Regions from separate parts of the Mus musculus genome. Here region 2 is linked to region 1. The links are chromatin contacts, called in public Hi-C maps. All regions are on one chromosome and are shown on one strand. The core of a region is the stretch at or near the end of the contact, and the rest is flanking DNA. Distances in the headings are between cores, read along the strand shown.

Region 1 (2,980 bases), core at 184-2,683:
CCCCTGCAAACCAGAGCTCAAGAGTTCTCACATACTCCCTAACACTCATCTCTAAATAATGCAATGCCCGGTTCCCCAGGGAGTCTTCCCCTTTGTCTTGCTTGTTGGTATTCCTAACTGTTCCTCTGTCAGGGAAGAGGTGGAGGATGTAACCACCGTTTCCAGAGGAATTTCCAGAAATTCCAGAGGACTTTGGATTCATGTACTTCACAAGGGTCCTCTTCTGGCTCAATGTATTTAAACCTAAACCCCTAGGGGTTTTTATCTCTATAAGGAGACCAAGCGACATTGTGTCCTAGCCTGCCATCTTGTGGCAAACTGGAGCATGGGCAGGGAAATCACACGGGACCAGGACAGGAGGAGCAAGGATAGGCTTTGTCACAGGTGTTAGACCCTGCAAACCCCGCAGGGTCAAGAGAGCCACAGTCCCTGCCTTCAGTTTATAATTCATAAAAGCAGGGGTTGGGTATCAATCCAAAAGATTGTCTGAAAGTGAGTAAAGGCCAACCTTCGACCGTCAGAAGGTGGAAACCGACGGTTAAAATGAAGACAGCAGTGTGGTGCCGCACACTGGGAATCTCAGCACTTGGAAATCTGAGGCAGGAGGATTGCCATGAGTTAAAGCAGTTCTGGGCTGTATGATGAAATTCAAGCCATCCTGGCTACAGAATGAGATCTCATCTCAAAAATACATACATACATACATACATACATACACACACACACACACACACACACACACACACACACACACACACATACATACACACATACATACGGTGAAGGGAAAGGATTCCAGAGAGAATGGTGTCTGTAAAACTGCCAGGGAAGAGGAAGGAGAGAGACTGTGATGTGAAAGGAGAGGTCAGGAGACTAAAGGGGGCCAGATATTACAGGGGCTCACAAGGAAACGTCGGGGCTTCTCTTCACACTATGAGTGAGTATAGCAAAACCGTGAACTTGGCCCTAAGGAGGAAAGACAGGCAGGGGTGGGTATCAATCCATTGGATCGCATTTCTAACCAGGTCCCATTGTGCATCAGTTGGGATCTCAGGATCTAATCAAGAGTCTAACTAACACTGCAACAAGTTTATCTGGGAAAGTTTGGGATCCAGTAATTACAGGATTGGAGGATTGGAATAGTGAAGAGTCCAGCCACAACAATAAAGAAAAGCAAACAAAGAAAAAGAAAGATGTAGGCAGATACTCAGGCATCCACCAATCAAGGTGGAACCTCCCGCCCCCAGGCCCAAATCCTGTGCCGGTGGGGAAATCATGGTTTGACTCGCGGGATGGCAGAGAACCAACAGTAAAACATCCGGGGCACCAGGGAAGGCCGCTTAAAAGGAGGTAATGCTCTGGAAGCACTCCGCTATAAAACAGCCTACACGTGGTGCCACAGGGTGTTGTTGGCCACAGTACACAGCAGATGGCTCAGGAGCCCGGTGCCCAAGAATATACCCCAAGAAGGGCACTGCAGGAGCTGGCAAAGAGCCTTGCATCACAACTGGGAAGTCTTTTGTATCTGCTGTCTCTCTAGTGCCCTCTACTGACAGCATTTAGTATAGCAACAAAGGTTCAGAAAAATATTCAGAGGGCCCAGGAAAGTAGTGGCAGAGTAGATTTGAAGATGAGAGACGATAAGTGTATATTAAATACCCAATAAAGCCTTCTCCATTACAAACTAGGGACAGGTCAAATTTGGCATTTAAAATTTTAGCACTGATTTCTGATTGTATTTGTGTGTGTGTGTGTGTGTGTGTACATGCGCGCGCGCACGTGCACGCGGTAGTGTACAGATGTATGTGCATATGGGAACCAGAGACCACCTCAATCTTCATTCCTCAGCTGTCTGAATGGTGAGCAAGCCGCAGGCCTCTGCCTGCCTCTACCACCTCAGTGCTGGGATTGCGAGTATGAACAACCATGCCCAGCTTTTTGACACAAGTGCTGGGTATCAAACACAAGTCTGAGTGCTTGTACAGCCTCACTTTATCCCATGAGCTACCTACAAGCCCTGGACGGATTTTTAAAGTATAATTGTACAAATTAACAGTCTACTGTGGCACTGTCACCTGTGTATATTATGTAACCTGGAGTGTATTTGTTGTGTTTTATAAAAAAAGATAAGGGAGAGAAGGAATATGTTTGGTGGGGGTGTGGTAAGGTGTGGGGGAAGGGAATGCCTCTGCAGGCCCATGCCGAGGCATCCCTCCCTCCTGAGAGACCAGCTACACAATGGCATATAGTATAGAATAGAGTTTATCCAGGACATGGGGAGGGGAGTTGAGGGAGTGGAGACAGAGAAAGACAGAGAGAGGGTAGAGGAGGAGAGGCCGGCCATGAGGGCATGGAAAGAGAGGGGGAGCAGGAACCAGAGGACAGAGCAAGAGCAAGAAGGCAAGAGAGAGAGGAGGGGCGAGCAGCCCCTCTCATAATGAGGCACACCTGGCTGTTGCCAGGTAACTGTGGGGTGAAGCCTAGACTAGATGCTAACAGTATTCATTCCCATTATCCTTCATGTCTTCTTACTAATTCTTCCAGGTCCTCGTTTCCCTACACACACACACACACACACACACACACACACACACACACACACACCATTCATTTTTTTAAAATCTTTATTCTCCGCATGAAAGAATGTGATCTTTGTCTTTATTTTGCTCAGCATGATGACCTTCAGTTCCACCCATTTTCCGGAAACAACATGATTATGTTTTCCTTTACTACGACTGTAGCGTTGCTAAACTACATTTGCCTGATCTATGTGGCTGTGAGACCCTGACTGACTCACTAGCTTAGTACTGTGAACAGTGAGTACCAACCTAAACATATTCAATAATCCTGAATGTCTGCTGCTTTTGATTCCTATGGTGGTTGAAATAAGAATACCCCGCCCCCACACACACAGGTTCATATATTTGAATGCTTGGTCACCAGGGAGTGACATTATTTGAAAGGACTAGAAGGATTAGGA
Region 2 (2,980 bases), core at 172-2,671, 420 kb before region 1:
AGCTATCATGGGGAAAACAGGCATTTACTCTTGGTAGGCATGAAATGCCACCCTAGCTAAAAAGCTATTGGCACTTGATAGCTTCCAGAAGAGGATGATAGAGCTCACTTTCTTCAAGGGTGTGAGCCCTGCTATGCCAGGCACACTTCAAGGCATGCCCCACAACCAAGAGTATTTGGGCAACAGAAATGGGACTTTAGAGAGAAAAAGAGAGAGAGACAGACAGACAGACAGACAGACAGACAGACAGACAGAACGTGGGATACGTGGGTGGACCTTGGAGGAGTTGGGGGCAAGAAGAGGAGAATGATCAAAACGAATTGTATGAAATTGTCAAAGAATAAAACCACTGTTATAAAAAGTCTCACTCCTTTCGAAGAGAGAAGCTTTCCTACTGATCCCAATATTCCACTATCATCATTGGGAAAGGAACATCCACGGGCAGCTTTATTATAAGTCATATAAAGGAGAGCATAGGAGGCAAGCCAAACACCAAACAGATGCGCCTAAGAACTCTGAAGGTAGCTCTCACTGTCCCTGCATAAAAACTGGGAGGTTCCATTATCCCTGGGCATGTTGCATGGGGTAAGTAGTTGTCACTGTGGATGGTACAGCTCTTCTCCCCTCCACAATCCTGAGTTACCCCACCCAACACTCTCAAAAATGAAGCCCAGGCACTAATTAGACATATGCGACTTAGTTTCAGAGACAACACTGATTATCTAAACATGAATTAAACGTGTTTTTGCTTACACATTGCTGATAACTTTTAATCCAGACAAAGAGGAAAGCATGCCTGTCCCCGCACTAATTGCTGTGCCTCACAAAGGCCTTGTCAGCCGTGTGAATACCCATGCTCTGCTCCTGAATCCTTGTCACTTCAGCTACTCACAGGCTTCAGAGGAGTCCCCTGATAGCACACTTCAACTTCCCACACACGAGGGTTTTTTTTTCCTACCACCTACCTAATCTCCATTCCTCCATCTGAGATGTAAATACATCCCTGCTCATCTTACAGTAAGCAGGAACAGAACAGTATCGTTCGTTCGATATCTGCCACGGAGGAAAAAAGGAATTGAATCTCAACTTAACTGTAGCTATTTCTGATTTCTCATAGAGAAGCATACGGTTAGAAATTGCTGTAATAGAGTTCTTCACTTCTTCTATCCCAATTTGAGGCTAGAGCTAGAGGGGATGAAATAAGTTTGAAGTCCCCTCGGATTTGAAATGGTGAATTAAACACATGTGTTGGGTTCTGCTCCATCCCAAGCCCCATTAACTTCCAAGGAAATTTTTAATCTATTAACTTACAAAGGGGAGTGAAAAAGAAAAACAAGCTACAATGTTGGCAGCTGAAAAGTGGATGGATGGGTGGGTGGTACCTGACTCTCTAGACCTAAGAAGGTGGCGCTGTCATCCTGCAGCAGGGAAAGGGAGGAGCCGTTGGCTTCGTACTGCGAGAGTGGAAGGAGGCTCTGCTACCACAGTACCAGAGATTCCTGACAGAAGAAATAAAGACATCCCAAACAGGAAATCTACCTTCCAGAAATGCATAGGAAACAGGTAGTTCTGTCTTTTTTCTATCTCTCTTCCTCCATCTCAACCAAGTCTTGAGCATTATTCTTTTTTTAATTTTCTTTTTTTTAATTAGGTATTTTCTTCATTAACATTTCAAATGCTATCCCAAAAGTCCACCATACCCTCCCCCCGACACTCCCTACCCACTCACTCCCACTTCTTGGCCCTGGCGTTCCCCCGTACTGAGGCATATAAAGTTTGCAGGACCAATGGGCCTCTCTTTCCACTGATGGCCAACTAAGCCATCTTCTGATACATATGCAGCTAGAGACACGAGCTCCCAGGGGGTACTGGTTAGTTCATACTGTCTTAAGAAGGGGAAGAAATGACCTCTGAGTTGGGCCTGGTGCCACCGAGCACTGAGCCCTGGAATTGGCTTCATGATTAAGAGTACTCCAATTCAGGACAACCATAGATTGATTTCTCAGCTACCATGTAAATAGCATGGCGTGAGTTCCCGTGACTCTGGCATTGGAGGGCAAAGGCAAACCAGTCCTGAGAGCTCACTGGATAGCTAGCCTAGCGCCTTAGCTTCTAGTTCATGGGAGGTCTGTCTTAAGGCAGAACAAGATAGAAGGCTTGCTCTGGCTTTCACATGTGCATACAGACTTCCACATTCATGTGCATGTAACACACACACACACACACACATACAAAGAGAGAGAGAGAGAGAGAGAGAGAGAGAGAGAGAGAGAGAGAGAGACCAGATGTGTGTTGGCAGCCATGCAGAGTAGACAAACAACTCTAAGTGACAGAACCAGACAAAGAAAAAAAAATGAAAATCCTGCTTTCAAAAGTTTAATAGAATGTCTAAGCATAGATAACTTCTCTATTGTCACCATCCAGCCTTCAGCCTCAGTGATAGCCATATCTACCCAGCAAACTTGGAGCCTCTCACAGCTGTCTTGATACCTCTTGCTTCCCAACTCTCTCTGTACCCCCCCATATCCAGGCTATTTAACTTCATTTAACTTTCTCGCAGTTCCTTGTATGTGAACGTGAGTTCTCTTTCTTTAAATGTGAAGATTCAGTAGCCCACAGATCATAAGCAGTTCTCCACCTTACGGGGCGTCTCTCTTAGGAGTGGCCCTAACTATGGCATTGTCTAAGGTTAGGACATCTTGCTGGGAGCAGCCCGGATGTAGTGTTAGGCAATCCAAAGTGTTCCGAAGCACAGCTTAATCCAGAATGATGAGGAAGATCCTTCCCAGCCCCGAGTTTCCTCCTGGCACCTTCCGATGCCTCTGTGGTATTATGTTGTCCATTCACTCCTCCATTGCCCATCCCAAAAGGTGGTGTTCTGAGCTCAGCCATCACCAATAAACTTCGCATCCTCAAACCCCTACCTCAGAGAAATGGCCCCAAACCAGGCCTATGGTGACTTAGTGTCGTTATGTCTAGG

Evidence for each region. Hi-C and Micro-C count contacts between places; a contact is called where the count stands out from the background.
Region 2: a contact with region 1 is called in a Hi-C map of cortical neurons. The contact joins two enhancer-like sites. A contact is called at or near these places in 1 of 484 Hi-C or Micro-C datasets (cortical neurons), 2 of 115 datasets of contacts at active chromatin or transcription factors (astrocytes and embryonic stem cells) and 1 of 9 other capture datasets (embryonic stem cells).

Annotation. Positions count from the first base shown.
Region 1 is chr4:48,689,309-48,692,288 of GRCm38.p6, reverse strand. No RefSeq gene overlaps it. Among named protein-coding and RNA genes, the nearest start is that of Cavin4, 27 kb to the right of the region's middle. Within about 2 kb of position 1,433, at least 18 of the 459 cell types and tissues checked have an H3K27ac peak or open chromatin away from gene starts, as enhancers often do. A contact at or near this core is called in cortical neurons, where this site is marked.
Region 2 is chr4:49,106,537-49,109,516 of GRCm38.p6, reverse strand. The region is part of intron 1 of Plppr1 (phospholipid phosphatase related 1); the gene reads right to left. Among named protein-coding and RNA genes, the nearest start is that of Plppr1, 49 kb to the right of the region's middle. Within about 2 kb of position 1,421, at least 9 of the 459 cell types and tissues checked have an H3K27ac peak or open chromatin away from gene starts, as enhancers often do. A contact at or near this core is called in cortical neurons, where this site is marked.